Linked DNA regions of Gossypium hirsutum: all the other regions are linked to region 2. Evidence: chromatin contacts called from public Hi-C data. All regions are on one chromosome and are shown on one strand. Each heading gives the region's core, a stretch centred on a gene start, on an enhancer-like site or on the middle of the called end of the contact. The rest is flanking DNA. Distances are from core to core; before and after follow the strand shown.

Region 1 (2,700 bases), core at 132-2,631, 310 kb after region 2:
TTCACTTCTAACATGTATTTTGGGCCTCGAGGGTCCATAAAAGGGGCATTATGAATGTTTTACAATATGTATGTTATTTATTTTTGTAAGGTTCGTAATATGTCTGAAAGGTCTGGTAATGCTCCGTAACCCTGTTCTGGTAACAGTTTAGGATTAGAGGGTGTTACATTTTTTAATATTATTTTCTTGTTATTTTCTTCTTATTTTACTACCATTTTACTATTATGTTGCTATTATTTTGTTGTTATTGTTTGGATATTATATAAAACTTATTTTATTGTTAATTTTGTTATTATTTTAAAGACATTTGTTAATTTTGTTATTATTTTAGAGACATTTGCTTATTAAGTTGCATCTATCTTAGTATTATTTAAGTATAAATATTTTTTAAAATTTATTTTCAATTTGTTGGGAGATATTTATTTTGATATTTTTAGTAGTTTTGATGTATTATATATATTTTAAAATTATATAAAAATAATATAAAAATTAATATGGGCGGGCCGAGTAGGGCTCGGGTTTTAACATTTTTATCCGGGTCGGGTTTGGAAAAAATTTTAGACTCGTTTTTTGGGCCGGGCTAGTCCCGAGCTTAGAAAATGGGTCTAAATTTTTAGTCAAACCCGGCCCGGCCCATGCTCACCTCTAATTGTGTTTAAATATTTAAATTTTTTTAGCTTTTTTTTTGGGTGAAATGTTTAACTAATATTAAGTTATGCTATTAGTATCTATACTTTGTGAAATTGTGGATTTAATTATTATACTTTAATTTGGTTAATTTTAGTCCTTAAAATTTTCAAATTTGTCAATTTTAGTCCTTATACTTTTTGAATTTTAAAAATTTAGTCCAATCCCAAACAAAAGTAGTTAAATTTGCTTGGTTAAATTCAATTACTAGTCTTGTAATATATGTACAATTATAGATTTAGTTTATATTCTCCAATTGAATCATTCTAAGGTCCTATATTTTTCAAATGTTAAAATTTCAGTCTTGATGTTAAATGGCTATTGTTAATCCATTAACTAAATTTTTAGTGAGTAATATGTTTACCCCATTAAAATTTGAAAATAACAAAACTTAATGAATATAATTTCTATCATTTGATGAGGACTGAAATTTTAAAATCTAAAAAGTACATGAACTAAAATATCAAATTAAAGTACAAAAATTAAATATACAACTTTGACAAATAGCAGGAGTTAACATTTAATTAAGCACTGCTTAATAACACACCACCCTGTTTCCAACGGTCTTCGTAATTCAACGGGCCGTAGACTCAATCAAATATAGGCTCATTTTGTATTTACCTTTTTTTAAAGGCTCAAACTCACTGAGCCCATATAAGCCCCTGGCTCGCCCGCGAACCTAGTTAGTTGGCGTAGATTTTCAGTTCGTGGCGCGCTTCCAATAATAGATCTTTCTTTAAATAAACAAATAAATCAGCTTCATCTGGCACGGTCTCTATTACTTTCATTTTGGATCCGAGACACAGACCCTGCGATCTTTTGAGATTGAATTTTGAAAGATAAAGAAGAAGAAAAAAAAAAAGCAAATTAGCAATGTCGGCCTTTCTCAAGCTTGAAGATTCACCTATGTTTCAAAAGCAGGTAACTCCGAAGTTCTCCACATTTTGCCTATTCTACATTTGTGTTTTCAGAATTAAGGTTTTATTTTTTTATAATTTCGTTTGATTGCTTAGCCAATGAATAACTGAAAAGTTTTTTTTTCCCTTTTTGAATCGAATTGTGAACAATGGTTACCGTTTCATTTGAATATAAAATTTTCTATTTTCTTTTCTTTTTTACCGAACAGTGAAGAATCAAAATTCGCTTGAATCTTATTTCCAAAAATAATTGGTATTGGTTAAAGTAATGGCTTATTTTTATATTTCTTTTCGGTTATAACTATTTTTCCTTAATTGACGAAAAACTGATTCTAATCTTTTTCGTTGATGGAACAGATATGGTCTTTGGAGCACATGGCTGACGATTTGAAAAATCGCTGTCAAATACTGTATAAAGGAAGCAAAAGGTTTATGTATGTATCTTTCTATTTCTAAATTCGCTAATTCTTTTTACTCATACCGTAAATGCTGGATTCAATTCTTTTGCCTTGTTCCCCGAACATCTGTCATATGACTTTGAATTTGTCCTCTCTCCCCTGCTATGACATAATTCCACTGCAATAATGAATAGGATATGATTAAGTTAATTTCCCAAGACCCAATAAAAGAAGGAAGAGAACAAGTGCTCTCTTTAGTGACTTGAGTTGTAAAATACAAAAAGAATTATTGAAGATACATCTCACTCTGAATCTCTCTCTCCCTCTCTTTTTCTCCATATATACATGTTTATTTATTTTGCTCCATCTCTATTCCTTTTGCAGGGCAGCCCTTGGAGAGGCATATAATGGAGACAATAGCTTTGCTGATTCTTTAGAAGCATTTGGTGGTGCGAAGGATGAACCTTATAGTTTATCTATAGGAGGTTTCCAAGGTGTCGTCTTATTTAGACCTCTTTTAACTACAAAACCCGTCTTACTAGTTATTGTTAACAATTTTGATTAGGTTTAAAGTTTTGGTTCTCGTGTTGCAACTTGCAAGCTTTGTCAATTACTGGGGATGAAACATATAACAGATGTGCATTTAACTCCGTGCGCATATGCGTTTCTGACTGTTGATTACTTTCTCAAGCAAATTC
Region 2 (2,700 bases), core at 130-2,629:
CGAACTCCCCACTACCGTTAAAGGACCATCCCTCCATGACAGCATCTTTACGCTCATCATTGACAAGCCACTCCGACCTAAATTTAAAGGACTTCCAATTTTGTTTATCCCTCTTCTCAAGGCAAAGAAAGAGAGGCTTATGATCAGACCCAATAGCAATGTCAGAAGATGCTAAACAGTTCGGGAACCAATTACACCATCGAGCATTACATAGGATTCTGTCGATTTTCTCTGACGAATCCTTTATTGTCCCTATTGTTGGCCCAAGTAAACTCCCCTCCCTGAACCGGTAGATCAAACAAATTACATCCAGAGATAAATTTATTAAACTCCCAAGCTCTTGACACATCAATCGGATTACCTCCTTGCTTTTCATAGTTAAAACGTACGTCGTTAAAATCTCCTATACAGCACCATGCTTTATTGCACCAGTGATTAAGCTTTTTAATAGCTTCCCAAACTTCCAATTTACCCTTAACATAGGGATGTCCGTACACAAAGGAACCTTTTTCCGTTTCAACAGTTGTATCAAAGAAATTCTTAGTAGCTACATAGACATGCAGATTCACATTTTATCGCCACCACAAAGAGAGACCTCCTGCAGTCCCCGTTGGATCAACATACTTTGAGTAAACATAGCCCAATCTGTTCCTGAGTTTTTCCAGTTTTGAGCCCCTCTGTTTAGTCTCACTAAGAAATATAATGTCGGGATTATGTTTTTGATAAACATCCCTTAAAGCCCTAACAGAGTGTTGTTGGCCTAAACCTCTACAGTTCCAAGCCACAATATTCATAATAAGCAAACAATAATGCAAAGAAAACCAATCATAAAGCAACAATCCATCAACCCTGAGTCATCTTTCAATGAAGAAGTGAAATAACCAAACCAAAATCAAATCATAGAAAAAGAAAGAGCAACAATAAAAGTGGATCCAAGGGAAGACTTGAACCTGACAGAAAAGCTGAAAAAGGAGCTCACTGAAGAGAAGACCCCTCACAACAGAAACAACCAAAAAAGCTCCCAAACCGAGCCAATCGAAGAATCCAGTGAGACCCAACTCTCAGAACCCCACCAGCAATGAAAAGAAAGAAACACCAGCAGCCTGAAAACCCCAGCTGAAAGGAAGCAACTAGCAGCGAGCAAACACAGAAAAAAGAATTTCCGGAGGGAACCCAAACGCTCCGACAAAATCCCGAGATAAAACGGAGAAAAACCAGCGAACAAGAGTTGAATCGAGACAGCGCCGAGAAGGACCTTTTCTCGCACTTCGGCTTCAAGAACCATAGATCAAACAAGAAATTTCGACAGAAACCCACAAGTTTCGACGAAATCTTGAGACAAACAGAGAAAAATGGGCGATCACTATTTATTTGCTCTTTTTGTATGTGGCGGGAGATATTGTAGGGAAAACCTTTTTCTTACTAACTTATCTCTTAGATATTAGAAAAAAAAGAGGACCGAATTTAAAGATAAGTTTATTAGAAACTGGTGGATTTGGGCCGAAATAAAAAATGCTAATATTTTTTTCCCTCCAATATCTTCCGCCATATACAAAAGGAGCAAATAAATAGTAAACGTAGTAAGAGAAGAACCTAAACACCTGAGAGAAGTGCGAAATGGAGAATCCAAAATCAGCGCCGACGGGTTGCTACAAATGCGGAAAGACAGGCCACTGGTCCCATGACTGCCCCGAGGCCCTCAAATCCGATCATCCCAATCCCGGAAAACCCGGATCCGGTATCCCAAATCCCGTCGGAAAAGGCTGCTACAAGTGCGGAAGACCCGGTCACTGGGCTCGTGACTGCCCCGATCAACCCAATCTCAACGCTTCCTCTGCCGCCTCCGCCGCCCTCAGCTATACTCCCAATCAGCTCCCTAGACCCGAAAAGCCCAAGAAAGTATCCAAAAGCAGAACCCGACCCAAGCTCACACCTGAACTTCTCCTCTCCGATGATGGTATCGGTTACATCCTTCGCCACTTCCCTCGGGCTTTTAGGGACCGCGGTCGCAGTCACGAGGTAGATTACTAGATTTATCTTCTTTCTCTTAACTTCATATGATTGTTCTTCTTTTACCTTTTTTTGGGTGATTTAATTAAGCTTTAAAGTTTTTTGCTTTTAGGCCAGTGATTTGAGAAACTTAATTGGGTTGTACAGAGAGTGGCACAAGTATTTGCTCCCTTATTACTCCTTTGATCAGTTTGTACATAAAGTGGATAAAGTTGCTTCTTCCAAACGTGTTAAGGTAACTCATTCAACCCTTAATTTGCAGTGTTCAATGACTTTTTACTGAATTTAGGGTAAAGTAGTTTTTGTTTCAGGGGAGTAGCCTGCAAGACATTACGCGATTGACTACCTCTTACTCGTAGCTTTGGGTTATTCTGATATTATCTTTTGAGACTCTAAAATTTAAATGTACATAACGAGACGAGGTTTAATGTTTAACCATTGAATTTCACGTATTGTATTAGCTATTTAGCTTTGTTTGAGATTGTTCGTGTTGATCTGGACTCCATAGATGTTCTTTGTTTCCCTAAAATACAGGCAGCTTTGATGACAGTAAATTTAAATCCCTTTACGTGCCGGTGAATTTGCTTTAGCATCTTCATGATATGGACAGCTGAGTAAATTCTGGGTATACATAAGCATAATTCGTTTGTTGCATATATCTTGTCAGAACTGTGTTAGAGACTTAAGAGA
Region 3 (2,700 bases), core at 87-2,586, 430 kb after region 2:
TATATTTTAATCTTCATTTAATGTTTTTCGAATCGAACTGATAGTTGAGTTGATTAGGTTATCGATTCTTCATTTGATTGGTATGTCTGGTTAAAATTAAATAAATTATTAAAATATTATAAAAATTTTAAAATGAAAATAATAAAATCATAAAAACTGGTTCAACTGCCGGTCAACCAATCCGATCTAGTTCAAGAGTCAATTGGTTTTTTCCTTGTTTTGAATCGTTGTATCGACTAATTCCCAGACTAATCAATTCGACCAACTGGTTTAATTTTTAAAGCACTACTTTTAACATTAACTCAAATAAAGTTTTAATTTTTAATTATATTTAAACGACTATTTTACTAAAAAACTACTATGTTAATATTTATTGAATTAAGTGAAAATGCATTAAATAAAAAACTAAAAATAAAAAAATTTGATTATGCTTTTATTGCATCAAAATTTATGCTATTATTTAAGTATGTAAAAGAGTTGGTGTTAGAGTTAACTAGAAATCAACTCAATTATGAAAAATACTAAAAAAATTAATCGTTTAAAATTAATAAATATTATTATAAAATGTTTTGTATTTTCATTGCTTTATATAAAATTTATATTAAAAAAAAGAGATAACATTTCTATCAAACATATTAAAATTTTAACTTTATCATTTTTATGAAAGTATGTTTAATAAAAGTTTTTTTTATAAGCAAGTTACCATATTTTTCTTATGATTCAATTGTTAAATAAATAATTTACAACAATATTTTTAATATTGAATTTTTCTTTGACCCACGTGATAATATAATAACATTTTGAAAACACGTTAAATAAAGCTTTCTAACCTGATAACATTTCAGCATGTCATAGCAATTGACAATACAAGATGGAAAGCAATTGAAATGTATTTAATATTCTTACACTAATGTATTTACATATTTAAATTTATATTTACTCACAATTTAGATTAACTTGTTTTATTTTAATTTCATATGTAATTATTAATTTCAAACCATATGTTTAATTATTTATTAAATGCTATTTTTTAACCACACATATATTATAAATATATTATTTCCACATGCATACATGTATGATGCAATTACTAATATATTTTAACCTTTTAACTTACACCCAAATAATGCATTAAAACATAAAAAATTAATACAACAAAAATATTATTTAAATATAATAAAAACAAAAAATAATGGAAAATAAGTCATAATTATTTGATATTTTAATGTATTTATTATTGAAATTTAGCATTTCATACATTATCAATAATTTTTTTAATTCTATAAAAAGAATTCAAATATTGGAGATATCATTTTTTAATATAATTTTTTAATTTTTTACTCACCTTAAAAAATATCACTTTATAAATTTATCTTATAAAGTTTAATATTTTTACTCATTGTTTTTCATTATAATAAAGCTTTTGATTGAGTTAATGTTACTTATAAACTTGGTCACTCAGTTGAGAAATGATCAAAAACCTATTTTTTTTAAAGAAAAAAATGTCGAATTCTCTCTGTGAAAATGTTGATCCTGGACTATCCACTGTGGAGGAGATGATCCCTAAGAAAGTTAGATTCAGAGACAAGGAGAAAGCAACGAGTAATGACATGCTGATCGAGTTGCCTCTAGATCAACCTACTTCTTGGAGAGACATGCTCGTCAGCCAATCTTCAAAGGGTGATTCCAATGTGGATGGGAAGGAAGTTATTGATTTTTTGGAAGGGGACATTCAGAAATCCGTTGTGAATGGCATGCCTTCAATTACTTTTTCGGACCAAATTCATCAAATCCTTATTCAGGGTATGAATAATAATGTGATCTTAAAACTCCTAGGTCGTAACATTGGTTTTTTGATTTTGCAGAACAAAATTTACAGCATATGGAGACCTTCAGGCCCTATTCACATGATGGACATTGAAAACGACTATTTTCTAGTCAAATTCCATAACAAATTGGATTGTGATAAGGCTCTCTCTGAAGGATCGTGGACTATTTTCGGCCAATATTTGACTGTTCAGCCTTGGACGAGGGCTTTTGACTCTACACAGGCTTACCCAAGTGTAGTAGTGGCATGGATTAGACTCCCTGCTCTTCCTAGTTATTTATATAACCGTAAAATCATTACTGAAATTGGAGAATTGGTGGGCAAAGTGGTCAAGTTAGATATGAATACTGATAGCAGGACGAGGGGGTTGTTCGCTAGAATGGCGGTATACGTCAACTTAGAAAAGCCGTTGGTGTCTCAAATCTTGGTAAATGGCCGAACACAAATGGTAGAATATGAGTCCCTTTCTACTATCTATTTTCATTGTGGAAGGTATGGACATGTGGAAAACATGTGTAACTTCAAAATTCCAGAATCTACGGTGGTGGTAAACATGGACTAGCATGAGATAGTACCAGAATTTCAAAAATCGAACGTTGAAGGATCAGAAAAGAAAGATGGCAACTATGGGCCGTGGATGATTGTAGAAAGGAAATCAAGGCGCAAAGTAAGGGATAATCCGTAGAAATTAACCGAAATTCAGGAGAAGGAGAAGGTAGGCTCCCGATTCAGTGGCCTTGCTAACGGGGATTTGACTAATGAATTTTAGGATAGGGAATTGGCAGATTTGCGGAGGTCTAAAGGGAAAGAATTATTAATTAAAGGTCAACGCAAGACATTTTCGAGAAAAAGGCAGCTGAAATCAATAAAAA
Region 4 (2,700 bases), core at 13-2,512, 400 kb before region 2:
CTAACGGTTGGAGAATTGGACAGTGAACTGGGAATTCCACCACTAAAGTTATTTGAATTTGCTATAAGATACTGAAATCTCTTTAGCTCACTAAACACATCCGGGATCTCTCCAGAAAAATTATTTGAAGAAATATCTAAACGAACAAGATTAGAGAGATTAGCAATACCAGGACTAAGTTTCCCACCCAAGTTGTTATCTTGAAGCCCCAGACGTCTCAAATTTTGAAGCTCAAAGATGTCTTCAGTCACCACACCAGTGAGTTGATTTGTGCCAAGATACAGTTCCTCCAAGGAAGAACATTTTCCAAGCCCTGGTGAAATATTACCAGAGAAATAGTTCACTGCCAAACTAAGGAACCCAATTCCAGTGGAGTTAACACATATATGGGAAGGAAGGGAACCCTTCAAGGAATTGGCAGAGATGTTAAGACTTCGAATTGAAGGCAGATTGATGCTTTCTGGGATTAGTCCAGAGAAGTCATTATAGCTCAAGTCAAGTTGCTCTAAATTCGGCATATGAAACAAAGAAAGTGGCAATGAATCTTTAAGGAAATTGTGGGAAAGATTGAGAGTTTTAAGCTGATCCAAACCATACAAAGAATCAGATAATTTGCCTGATAACCTTTTATTGGGCAGTTCCAACTTGATTACTCTACCAGCAGATGGAGGATCACAGGTTATGCCTTCCCAGTCACAACAATCAGCAGAGGAATTTGTCGTCCAACCTTCAAGTGTTTTTGTCAAATTGCCCATGAAATACCGGAGAGCAGTCCAGTCCTTTTGATTGCATGTCAGGTTTTGAGAGCTGAGAAACTGAGGTTGCAACAACAACCCAAGAATAATAACCATAGCCCAGCAGCCTTGAGCCCCCATATCAACAATAAGAGAGCAGCTTTGTATGCTGAGGACGAGAAACAAGCAAACCCCTTTAACCAAAGAAGAATTTTTCCGATGTGGCTTGTGAGATTTGGGGGTCGAGAGAGGGTGAAAGCTCAAAACAGAAGAGATGAGATGAAGGGAAAGGGAAAGGGAAAGGGAAAGGAAGAGCAAAATGGTGGCTTTGACTTCAACACGGATTTGGCCATACCACAGATTTCAATTGTCAAATGAGTGAAATTGAGAGGTGCTTTGCCTTTGGTTTTGCTTCTCTATTCTCATATTGGGGGATTTTTTTATTTATTTAGACTTTAGAGGTTGCTTTGCGCCATTAAAGCCGTTGGCATATGGAAAGCACACAACTATCCGATGGGTTAACCGGTAAACTGTTGGTATCACTGGCGATGGCCGGTCAGCTCACAGATGTGTGCTTTCCATATGCCATTTGACTACTTATTTTTTTATTACAATTTAGTCTGACTTTTTGAATTTCTAAATTAATCAGCTATATTTTTATGATTCAAAATTTAAATAAAAAAAACTAAAGGGAAATAATGAATTCTCTTTGATGTTTAATGTGGATATATCCCTATTATATGTGTGAATATTAATATTTTACTTGTACAATACAAAAAAAAATATTATTGAAAAAATTTCCCTTATACTCTGACAAATTAGGATAAGAACAAAATTAAACCTAAAGCAGCCTAATTAAAGGGCAGCAAAGTTTGGTAATCACTAATGACATTTATTAGGGAAATAGCCTAAATGCCTCCCAAGAAAACAATATATAGGATGAGAAAATTTCCATGTAAAAAATATGCTTAAATGAAAAATTGTTAAGTTATTTCAATTGTAGGTCTTTTCCTCATAAATTACATTTAAACTATCAACTTCATCTTATTTTACTCTAAAACATAATATTATTTAATAAAAATGTAACACATGATATATTTTTATTAAATGTTGTACACTTTTTATGGTAAAATAAGATGGAATTTATATTTTATGTATTATTTTTACCTCCAATAAAATTTTAGGTGCCTAATGAGAAATGTGATATAATTTGGGAACAATTGTATAGTTAGCTTAAAAATATAATTATTAAAAATTTATATAAAAATTAAAGATTATACTATTTAGATAATTTCCCAAGTTTTAATGCATTCTTGTTTTGGTCACAATTTCGTTGTTGTTAATTTAGTCACTTTAGTTAGATTAATTGTAATTTTTAATCTCTCCACGTTAAAATATCTTTGGCCAACACATGAAATATTAATATGGCTAGACATAATAACAAAGTTAGCTTTTAATATTTTCTATCAATTTGTTCCTAATTCTAAAAATTTAATAAAATTAACCCACAATGTTTACACATTATATCAATTCAATCCTAATTTTAGAAAATCATAAAATTTTAATTAAAAATACATAAAAGTTTCAAAATTAAAAATATTTAAAAAATACATAAATAAAACAAATAAAAATAAAAAAATTTTAATTTTCATTAACTAAAAAGTTACATTAAAAATAAAGCTTTGTTTATTTTCGAGTTTGATTTTGATTGTTGGAGCCTGCCTGCGGTTTCCTTTTAGAAATTGATAGTGGAGTTTGATTTGGCAACAGGTCCAAGTCGCAGGCGTGAGTTAATTGTTTAATAGTGGCGTCTATGTGCAGTTGAGGTGTTGTTGGTTAAAATTAAATTAATTGATGGAATTGATTTAATTAAATTAATTAGATAGTGATTGAATTTAATTTGATTGAAAATTGATTGATAATTTTTTTAAATTTCAGTTATAAGATTAATTTGCTTTAAAATCAG

Evidence for each region. Hi-C and Micro-C count contacts between places; a contact is called where the count stands out from the background.
Region 1: a Hi-C map of leaf shows a contact between it and region 2, with 2.1 times the contacts expected there. The contact joins the promoter of LOC107886342 here to the promoter of LOC107886349 in region 2. A contact is called at or near these places in 3 of 34 Hi-C or Micro-C datasets (all in leaf).
Region 3: a contact with region 2 is called in a Hi-C map of leaf, with 2.0 times the contacts expected there. The contact joins the promoter of LOC107886339 here to the promoter of LOC107886349 in region 2. A contact is called at or near these places in 3 of 34 Hi-C or Micro-C datasets (callus and leaf).
Region 4: a Hi-C map of leaf shows a contact between it and region 2, with 4 times the contacts expected there. The contact joins the promoter of LOC107887465 here to the promoter of LOC107886349 in region 2. A contact is called at or near these places in 19 of 34 Hi-C or Micro-C datasets (anther, callus, fibers and 4 more).

What each region holds. Positions count from the first base shown.
Region 1 is chrA03:73,276,647-73,279,346 of Gossypium_hirsutum_v2.1, forward strand. LOC107886342 (ADP-ribosylation factor GTPase-activating protein AGD2) reads left to right here and starts at 1,382. Exons shown (of 18, transcript XM_016810255.2): 1 at 1,382-1,608; 2 at 1,962-2,038; 3 at 2,387-2,496. The coding sequence starts at 1,561.
Region 2 is chrA03:72,969,416-72,972,115 of Gossypium_hirsutum_v2.1, forward strand. It overlaps LOC107886349 (TIMELESS-interacting protein), which reads left to right and starts at 1,380. Exons shown (of 5, transcript XM_016810270.2): 1 at 1,380-2,019; 2 at 2,123-2,245; 3 at 2,678-2,700. The coding sequence starts at 1,618. LOC107886351 (a long non-coding RNA gene) reads right to left here and starts at 1,436. Exons shown (of 2, transcript XR_001680735.2): 1 at 951-1,436; 2 at 1-768.
Region 3 is chrA03:73,396,034-73,398,733 of Gossypium_hirsutum_v2.1, forward strand. LOC107886339 reads left to right here and starts at 1,337. Exons shown (of 2, transcript XM_016810247.2): 1 at 1,337-2,700. The coding sequence starts at 1,470. The coding sequence ends at 2,390.
Region 4 is chrA03:72,574,358-72,577,057 of Gossypium_hirsutum_v2.1, forward strand. LOC107887465 (phytosulfokine receptor 1) reads right to left here and starts at 1,263. Exons shown (of 1, transcript XM_016811728.2): 1 at 1-1,263. The coding sequence starts at 875.